Linked DNA regions of Mus musculus: regions 1 and 2 are each linked to region 3. Evidence: chromatin contacts called from public Hi-C and HiChIP or PLAC-seq data. All regions are on one chromosome and are shown on one strand. Each heading gives the region's core, a stretch centred on a gene start, on an enhancer-like site or on the middle of the called end of the contact. The rest is flanking DNA. Distances are from core to core; before and after follow the strand shown. Region 1 has its middle 19 kb from the start of Gm31603. Region 2 has its middle 47 kb from the start of Gm31603. Region 3 overlaps Gm51605 (a long non-coding RNA gene).

Region 1 (2,828 bases), core at 316-2,815, 210 kb before region 3:
GGCCAGTAGGAGCCATGGTCTCAAGAGCAAGAAGACAACCATGGGCGTATGTGCATTTCTGTGTGTGCATGCACACACACATGCACATACGTGCACACACACATACAATGCACACACATATATGCACACACACATACACATGCACACACATACGTGCACACATGCACACACATGCATATGCATGCACTGCCATCCTCAGTGACTACAGGTTCTCCGGTCCCCCATTTCTTGTTCTTTTTCTCTTCTGAGGAGTACTCTTAAGGTTTGCTCAAAGGGGTCTATCCTTCCATCATTGCAAATGCTGTGCCTGGCCATATCTCACTTTTTGCTTTGGCTGCTGGGAAGCCCAAGCCATCCAGGTAAATTTAATGTTCAACTCAACACTTACATGAGTTGGTGGGCTGGCTAATTTTATGTCAGCTTGACACACAAGCTGGAGTCACTGGAGAGGAGGAAACCTCAACTGAGAAAATGCCTCCGTAAGATTTGGCTGTAGGCAAACCTATAAGGCATTTTCTTAACTAGTGATTGATGGGGAGGGACCACATTGTGGGTGGAGAGCCAACCCTGGGCTGGTGGTCCTGTCTCTAAAAGAAAGCAGGCTGAGCAAGCCATTTTGGGTAAGCCAGTAAGCAGCATCCCTCGACAACCTCTGCATCAGTTCCTGCCTCCAGGTCCGTACTTCCATGATGAACAGTGATGTGGAAGTGTAAGCCAAATGAACCCTTCCCTTCCCAGGCTGTTTTGGTCATGGTTTTTCAGCACAGCAATAGTGACCCTGAGTAGAACAATCAGTGTGTAGAGCCCGGCAGTAACACCACACTGCAGACCAGCTTCTGTGTCTTCTTTCTCTCTTTCCAAGCTTTAGATCTGCTTTGCTTTTTAACATATTTTATCTTGTTATTGTCTGTCTCTCTGTGTCTATGTTACTTAAGGTCCGCCCATTAGTACAGCACTTAGGGTTGAGTGTGTGTGGTTGTCTGTGTGTGGTTGTCTGTGTGGTTGCCTGTGTGTGGTTACGTGTGGTTGTATGTCTGTGGTTGTGTGTGTGTAGTTCTCTGTGTGTGTGGTTGTCTGTGTGATTGTGTGTATGTGTGGTTTTGTGTGTGTGGTTGTGTGTATGCTGATAGAGGACAGAGGTCATTCTATCCAGATGCACGTTGTTTTTGAGATGAGGTCTGTCATTGGCCTGGAACTTACTGATCCTCCTGTCTCCATTTTCCCAGCCATAGGTTTACAGATGTGTACTGCCACAACAGGGTGTTGGTAAAACTTCATGCTTACAGTTCAGGCACTTTGATGACTGAGCCATCAGCCAAGCCCCACTGTCATGTTGTGCTCTTAAAGTCTCACTGGAGAAGAGGTAAGACTTCAAGTCTCAATTCTGTTCCCTGCAAGTCTTTAGGAAACCCTCCCCAGGGAGAGGCAGGGCATTCTGGGGACATTTAGATGGAGCGTGCCATCAAAATGCCCAGAACAACCTGGAGAGGGTGCAGCCTGGGAAAGGTCAGCCTGCATGGGCTGAGGGACCAGAGTCAGATTCTTACTGAAGGCCAGCAGCATCTGTCCCAAGGAAACCAATGAGGTTTGGATTGACTCACACTCTGATTTCACTGTAAAGAGTAGACAATGAATAAGAGATGACTCAGCTGCAGGTAAGGGGGCAGCCACGTTTACTCTGTAGAACGCATGGGGTCCCAGGACTCAGGAGGGACAGTCATACTTCCTCTGTAGAATGCACAGGGACCCGGGCTCAGGAGGCAGGTCTGGGCCTAGCACTACAGGTATTGGGAAGTCCCACACTAAACTTTCTGAGTTCCTACTAGGTGCCAAGAGTAGTGCTAGGTATGAGGTTATTGTAAAATCTCTGGCCAGTTATTAGAAAGTTATCATTTTTGCTTATTAATATGCAAAAATGAGCACAAATATCCACTGATGTTTATTTATATAAGTTTTCTCACTACAGTGAGAGAGTCTCTGCTTGGGCCCCCTGAGCTGCGGCTGGAACCCTGGCCTAGGGCTCTCCTCCTGATCCCAGGTCTTAGGGACCACACAGTGTGGGCCTGCAAGCTGGAAGCCCTGGGATTACTTCTCTTAGTCTTAGCCAGACCTCCAGAGCACCCTTGGAGCAAGCTGCAGGCCCTGCCAAGACCTTGGCTGGGTCTCCTTAGCATGACAAGCTTGCATCAAAGCTTTTATCTCATTTGCCTTGTGAAATCCCTCCAGGTGGGATCATACCATAGCAGGTATGAGGAGGGGGTCTCGGGGGAGCCTGTCCCTCATGCTGGTTATGGCTGGGGTAAAAGAAGGCCTGGGCCTGTGACTTAGAATTCTCTGGATACCATAAGCTGAGAGATTTTTTACACGGAGACAGGCAGGAGTGGTCCACTGGTGGATTTCCACTGGAGAGAGGGAAGGGATGGTCCCAAGCATTACTTATACCGTGGCTTCTGGCAGTCTGATAGAGAGCAGAGGCTTCCAGAAAATGTAGGTAAGGAGGCTTCTGCTCCCTTGGAAGGGGTCTATTGTGTTGATTGCTGGGAAACATGATCAATCGACTTATATTTTATTGCTATGTGCACGTATCTGGTGTGTGCATGTATGTACGTGTGTCCATGTTTATGTGGTGTGTGTATGAATGTGTGTGCATGTGTACATGTCTGTACATGTGTGTGTAAGCAATGTGTGTATTGCAAATGCATGTGCATGTGTGCATGTAAGTGGTGTGTGTGTATGTTCATGTTTGAGTGATATGTATGACCATGTTTGTGTGGCGATGTATGTGTGTCCATGTCTATGTGGTGGGTGTGCGTGTATGTGAGTTCATG
Region 2 (3,198 bases), core at 232-2,731, 190 kb before region 3:
AGCCTAGGCTAGCTGGCCAGTGCCCAGGGATCATCCTGTACCTGTCTTCCCTAGGGCTCGGATCCCAAGCACACCACCATGCCTGCATTATTATTATTATTGTTAAATATGGGTTCTTGCAGTGAGTCTCCAATCTTCACAAGTGTGAGACTCACTGTGCTTTACTAACTGAACTGTCTCCCCGGTGTCAGACACGATTTTTCAATCACTCGAAACATCCCCATCCCCCAATCTCCCAGTGGCCTGGCTGAGGGGCCTCTGAGTCATGAAGAGCTGCCAGAGAGGAAGATGTGTTGTGACGGATTCAAGGAGAAGTCTTCAGAGCCCTTTGAGTCAGAGTGAGTCACTGCTTTTGAGCCAACTGACACAAGCTGCCAACTGCAGGATTAATGGTGATGGGTAAGCTACTGAAGCTCCTAGAACCCCTCCCTCACCCACACATGCCATTTCATGAGGACATAATGAAAGGATGTGTCAGCTTAGGATTCCTTTAGGTTTGTCTGATAGGTCTCCTCTCCTCTCCATTCATCTCACCCAGTCTTCCTAACATGTACATATCTAAATATGTACATGTGTGATATATGCATATATTTGCATGTATACATATCTACTCATTCTTACATGAATGTACAAGAAAGCAAGACTTGGAAGTGGATGGTATCATTAGTACCATTCTACTGAAAAGAGGAAGTGAGTTGCCAGCAGATCAGGGGCCACAGCTCTGTCCCAGAAAGCCAACCAGGTTAGGCATAACAAAGAGACTGGCTTGGTTCCTTCAAGGACTGAGGATAAACTTTGCATAGTGGATGAGATTTCAATAGAGATTTGTCCATGCAGTTTAGACTAAGAAAAACCGTGATAAGAAAAACCCATATGCTCGTAAGAATCTCATATGGATGGCCCCCAGTGCTGTGGGTGCCACCTCCCTAATAATGCCTATTGCTGCAGCTATAACCCTGGCTAGTTGCCATCAATCAAACCCAGGAAGCAAGGCGTGGACCTCCATCTGCATGACACTTGTGTGCAACACATGTACAGCCACATGGTACCGGGACAGACAGTTGGGGAAGCACTTCTGCCTCCCTGTACCAGTTGCATGGGATGGGGAGGCTCCAACAGTTGGCTTGGCTCCACCGTTGATCTTATTGGTTAATTCCCTCCAGTTCCATCATTTATTCCAGGAACCCTCTGTCCCATTGTCTTGGCAGAAATAATCTATGAAAGGACTCAGAAGGGGAACTAAACATTTTAGTGGGAAAGATTGGAAAATTAACGAGAGGCTGGCTCTGTTCCTTCAAGGACTGAGGATGAACCCAGCACATATGGATAAGATTTCAGGAGGGATTTGTCCATGGCATTTAGACTAAGAAAAACTCTGGAAATGCCACATGCTCATAAGATTCTCATCAGGGCGGCCAAGCAGGCAGATGGACAACATCTGAGGGGCAAGAGGACGAAATAAGATGCTCTCTAAACACGTGAGTGGTAGCAGCTGTCAAGCGTGGGCTCATTCACATGTCTTAAGCCCCAGGTAGGGAGGAGAGAGGCAGAGACAAGATGGCCTCCTGGAGACAGCCTCATTCAATCTGGGAATCAGAACACCTGGTCCAAGCCGCAGACTTCAGCTCTTCTACATGCCAGGACCTCATTTTATATTCTGTAATCACAATTTGTGTGCATACAGGTGGAGGCCAGAAGACAGCCTTAGACATACCATCCACCTTAATTTCTTATTTTTTGAGATGGGATCTCTTATGACCTGGAACTCACTAAGCTAGCAGGGCCGATCAGTGAGTCCCAGGGATTCTGTCTCTACCCTCCCCAGTACTGGCTTACAAGAACCCCACCATTCCGAGCTTTTTTTAAGTGTGTCAGGTTGGTGATTTGCCAGGCAGACAACAAGCTCTCTCCCCAGCTCCCTGTGCTGTATGCGTAGCTTGGTTTTGTTCTTTGCTGTTGTCTTTCTTTCCTTGTTTCTCAACAAAACCAAACATACTTGCTCTCCTAGCGTCACAAAGCAGAAAGGGTTCCAAGAGGAAATTGTTTCACAACAAGGGAGTCCTGGGAAGAATTAAAGACTGAGAAACCCTTGTAATGAGATTAAGGGGGAAATGCCTTGATGCGTCCACTCAGAACGGCCTCCTACTGCTGAGAAGGCAGCACAAACACTAGCATTGTCACAGGAAGGAAAAGGTTAACAAGCTACAAAAACAAAATTCAAGATATTTTCAAAGCATGACCCTTGGCAGAATAAGCATAGAGTGCAGTCTGCCTGGGTACAGCGCAACATTTCCACTGGGCAGATGCAAGAAAGCTCAGAGAAGTTCCCTGGCCTCTTCTTAGGAGTGAGCTAGGAAGGTCTGGGGAGATGCACTGTTGGTAAAGAGCCTGCATTTAAGCATGAAGTCCTCAGCTTACCCCCCAGGACCCATGTGTCTTGGCTAGACTTACACTGATTTAACACAAACTATTGTCATCTAAGAGGAGGGAACCTCCATGGAGAAAATGCCTCTATAAGATCTAGCTGTAAGGCATTTTCTTAACTAGTGATCAGTGGGGGAGGGCCCAGACCACTGTGGATGGCGCTGTCTCTGGGCTAGTGGTCCTGGGTTCTATAAGAAAGCAGGCTGAGCAAGCGATGTGGAAAAAGGCAGTAAGTAGCACCCCTCCATGGCCTCTGCATCAGTTCCTGCCTACAGGTTCCTGTCCTGCTTGAGTTCCTGCCCTAACCTCCTTCAATGATGAACAGTGATATGGAAGTATAAGCTGAATAAATAAACTCCTTTCTCCTCAACTTGCTTTTTGGTCATAGTGTTTCATCACAGCAGTAAAAGCCCTAAGACAACAGGATTATCTTAATGGGTGAGTTACAGACCAATGAGAGACCTTATCTCAAAACCACAACGTAGATGGACTGAGAGGTAGCTCAGTGGTTAAGAACACTTTCTGTTCTTCCAGAGAACAAGAGTTTGGTTCCCAGATTCCATATCAGGTAGCTCAGAACTGTGTGCACCTCTAGATCCAGATGCTATGGTGCCTCTAGCTTCCTTGTGCACGTGTACTAAGGTGAACACACACACATATACACACATACCCACATTTATACGTACATACATACACACATGCATACACATACATACCACATACACACATATACATACACATATACACATACACACATGCACACTCATACACAGA
Region 3 (3,217 bases), core at 472-2,971:
AAAGTGCTTGCCCTGCAACCATGAGGACTTGAGTTTAATGCCCAGAATCCACACTAAAGAGAAAAACAAAACAAACACATACACAAAAAAACCTAGAAGTGTTGGCTTACACTTGTAGTTCTAGTACTTGGGACTTGGACTTTGGTGATTTCAATATGCTTGCCCCAGGGAGTGGCACTATTAGGAAGTGTGGCCTTGTTGGAGGAAGTATGTCACTGTGGGGGTAGGCTTGGAGACCCTCATTCTAGATGCCTGGAAGCTAGTCTCCTGTCTGCCTTTGGATGAAGACTTAGAACTCTCAGCTCCTCCTGCAACATGCTTGCATGAATGCTGCCAATGCTTCTTGCCTTGATGATAATGGGCTAAACCTCTGAACCTGTAAGCCAGCCCCAATGAAACGCTGTCCTTACAAGAGTTGCCTTGGTCATGGTGTCTGTTCACAGCAGTAAAACCCTAACTAAGACAAGGACTCAGGTAGATAGATCCCTTGGCCTCACTGGCCAGTCAGTCTAGTCTGCTTGGTGAGGTCAGATCAAAGAGTCTCAAAAAAATAATACAGATAGTATGAAGAAAGGACACCTGGGATTGCCTTCTGGCCTTTCACACACATGTATACACATACAAGCAACACATACACACAGGCACCCATAGGCATATGTGCACACATACACTCACACAAAAGGTTCAAAGCCAACTGCCAAGCATTGCCCCGAGTATGGAGCATGAAACTGCTTATATAACATATGGGAGAGAGAGAGAGCCTGGTGCGGGGCAGGTGCCAAGGTAAATATCCGATCCAGCTGCTCTCTATCCACTCCAGTTTCTGATGGGTCAAAAGCACAGCCGGTAATAAACACAATGTTGCCTCTGTCTTCGCTTCCTTTCACTCCTGGGGTCCTGCTTCAGACAGAAGGAAGCAACAGCAAATATCAGAGAACCCTATTGAAAGTGTCACTCATCCATTGAAACGTCCTTTCTATTCAAGAATGTGATGATTAATTATTCATTGCTTTTGGAGTTGAAAGCAAGGACAGGGCTCTCTGCCTAAAAGCCAGAGCTTGACAACAGTAGATTTTCAACGGCCAGATTTTGGTCATGGACTGGTTCCTATGGGATGGACCCCAAGTCTCAGATGTGCAGGGCCGAGAGGCATGCAAACTTCAAATGGAGCGATTGCTCCGTGCCCTCCGTGCCTGCGATGGATCTCTGGGAGTTAATTCCCTGCATGGGTGGCCCGAGTCCTTTGGCCTCCAGCCCCATGGCTCATTCCGCCACTCTGGGCAAGCAGTAACCGCCCACCCCAGTGCAAGTCTTTCTTTCACGGCTCATGGCATGAACAACTCATTAATTCTCCAGGGCCGAGGTTGGGGATTACGTCAGTCTTACACCCCACTGTAAGTGGTCTAAATGCCAGGGTAGCCGTGTTTGCAGGGCTGCATTCGTGCCAGGGGTGCAGATCTATCAATACATAGTTCTGAAATATGCTTCTCTTCCATCGGGTGTGCTTCTCCTGGGCAGCAGATTTCAAAATGGAAGCTCAGTGCCTAGCCAGAACGCAGGCTCGGGAGCGCCTGGAGGACTCTTCGGGCCTCTTCAGGGTAGGTGAGATCTTGCTTGCTATGTCCCCAGGAGGAACAGGAGGCAGAGCTAAGCCAGGCGGTGTGGAGTTTCACACATGTCCCCAAAGACGAGCTTCCTGTGGTGTAGACACGGGACTGCTGCGGGAGGAGGGGGAGTGTCGGGCAAAGGAGGCACAGTGACACATTTCCTGAGGCCCTGGGCTGTGAGCCTGCACAGCGGGGACAGAGTGCCATCTGGTGGTCACTGGCTAGCATTGCAGGTACCATCCGGGCCTTTTTCTCATTAATGGAGAACTCAGAGGGAACTCATTTGGGCTTTTTAAAGATCTGTTTCAAAACACCAACGGAAGACAAGGAGGTCAGATGTGCCCGCTCCTACTCATCATTATACCTCCGGATACTCACTGCCTCACATCCTTCTTGAACCAGACAACGACTTCAATGGCTTCAAGGCCAGTTTTGTTTAGTTTTTAGAGACAGGGTCTCAAACTTGCTATGTGTTCAAGAAAGACCTTGAGGTTTTGGTTCTCCTGTTTCCACCTCCTGAGTGCTTGAATTATAGAGGCACATCATCACACCATCGTGCTGGGGATCAAACCCAGGACTTCACGGCTGATAGGTAAGCATTCCAGCAACTCAGCTGCACCCCAGCCCCAGGGCCAGCACTTGACACGAGCTTACAGCTCTGAGAAGTCTGCCTTGCCTTACACCCTCCCAGACCATGTTCTCCCTGTCACGACTCCACTAACACTTGAGCACAGGAGTCCCTGTCTCACCCCTGCCTGAAACATATGTACATTCTTCTCTAGTCTGCTGAACCCCACACTTTTCAAACTCCACCTGTGGACATGTTGACACCCTCAGAACACCAGCCTCATGGGTGTTCATGCTGATAGACCAGATCACAGACCATATCAAGAGCCTCTGATACCTGGAGGAGGCCTGACATGTGACCAAGTAGCTGTGAAGATGGCTCTGGCTTCGGTAGTCGTGTCCCACACGATGAGTGATTCAGTTAACATTTTCTTTGTTCTGGGGCTAGAAGTCTGAGGTTAAGGCCTTCTTAGAGTTGGTGTCTTTGGAGGCCTCCCAAGGGCACGGTACAACCGTTATCTCTCCGTGTCCTCAGTGGTCTTTACTCTATGACTGCCTGTACCCTAATCTACTTCTTATAAGGACATCAATCATGTTGAAATAGGACGTATCCTCCTGACTGCTTTTTATCTTAGTCATCTCTTTGAAGGCCTTGTCCCCAAATGCATCCATCTTCTGAGGAAATGATCTTCTGGGGATTAAGACTTGAGCATTGTGTTGCCTCTGCCCCTGGTTACCCAGTAGACTCGATGGGGGGATCCTATTGCTGAAGACATCACACACATAGGCTACTGGAAATAGAGAAATCAAGTTAGTAGGGACCAGGAAGCTTCAACCCTGTGGCCAGCTCTCAGTACTGAAAGGCAGTCAGGGCTAACATGTCACCAATTATCTTTTCAAGCTGAGAGCCCTGTGAATAGCAGTAATTGTTATGCTATTGTTTCCAGTTGGACTTGGGGCCAACTCCACAGGAGGAGACAGATGTCTGGTACCACAAATCTGTCCATGTGCTGTGGTCAGGGAGCCCCAAAGATCCCAGAGAG

The links. Hi-C and Micro-C count contacts between places; a contact is called where the count stands out from the background. HiChIP or PLAC-seq counts read pairs in DNA pulled down with a chosen protein or histone mark.
Region 1: a contact with region 3 is called in an HNF4G HiChIP or PLAC-seq map of pancreatic cancer cells. The contact joins two enhancer-like sites. A contact is called at or near these places in 7 of 39 promoter capture datasets (3T3-L1-derived adipocytes, the C10 cell line, cranial neural crest and 4 more), 2 of 15 datasets of contacts at CTCF or cohesin (the NIH/3T3 cell line and large pre-B cells), 6 of 484 Hi-C or Micro-C datasets (the 3T3-L1 cell line, the HL-1 cell line, Sertoli cells and 3 more), 11 of 115 datasets of contacts at active chromatin or transcription factors (T-cell acute lymphoblastic leukemia, differentiating embryonic stem cells, embryonic forebrain and 7 more) and 1 of 9 other capture datasets (embryonic stem cells).
Region 2: a contact with region 3 is called in a Hi-C map of bone marrow-derived macrophages, with 2.4 times the contacts expected there. The contact joins two enhancer-like sites. A contact is called at or near these places in 8 of 39 promoter capture datasets (3T3-L1-derived adipocytes, the C10 cell line, HPC-7-derived erythroid cells and 5 more), 6 of 15 datasets of contacts at CTCF or cohesin (the NIH/3T3 cell line, embryonic stem cells, large pre-B cells and 2 more), 65 of 484 Hi-C or Micro-C datasets (the 63-12 cell line, the AtT-20 cell line, B cells and 36 more), 18 of 115 datasets of contacts at active chromatin or transcription factors (the HPC-7 cell line, bone marrow-derived dendritic cells, differentiating embryonic stem cells and 13 more) and 2 of 9 other capture datasets (embryonic stem cells and macrophages).

The regions. Positions count from the first base shown.
Region 1 is chr8:126,709,663-126,712,490 of GRCm38.p6, reverse strand. No RefSeq gene overlaps it. Among named protein-coding and RNA genes, the nearest start is that of Gm31603, 19 kb to the left of the region's middle. Within about 2 kb of position 1,565, at least 18 of the 459 cell types and tissues checked have an H3K27ac peak or open chromatin away from gene starts, as enhancers often do. A contact at or near this core is called in pancreatic cancer cells, where this site is marked.
Region 2 is chr8:126,681,259-126,684,456 of GRCm38.p6, reverse strand. No RefSeq gene overlaps it. Among named protein-coding and RNA genes, the nearest start is that of Gm31603, 47 kb to the left of the region's middle. Within about 2 kb of position 1,481, at least 56 of the 459 cell types and tissues checked have an H3K27ac peak or open chromatin away from gene starts, as enhancers often do. A contact at or near this core is called in 3T3-L1-derived adipocytes, the 63-12 cell line, the BV-2 cell line and 8 more, where this site is marked.
Region 3 is chr8:126,496,270-126,499,486 of GRCm38.p6, reverse strand. It overlaps Gm51605 (a long non-coding RNA gene), which reads left to right. Exons shown (of 2, transcript XR_003947621.1): 1 at 1-2,199. Among named protein-coding and RNA genes, the nearest start is that of Gm51605, 2.8 kb to the left of the region's middle. Within about 2 kb of position 1,721, at least 354 of the 459 cell types and tissues checked have an H3K27ac peak or open chromatin away from gene starts, as enhancers often do. A contact at or near this core is called in 3T3-L1-derived adipocytes, the 63-12 cell line, the BV-2 cell line and 9 more, where this site is marked.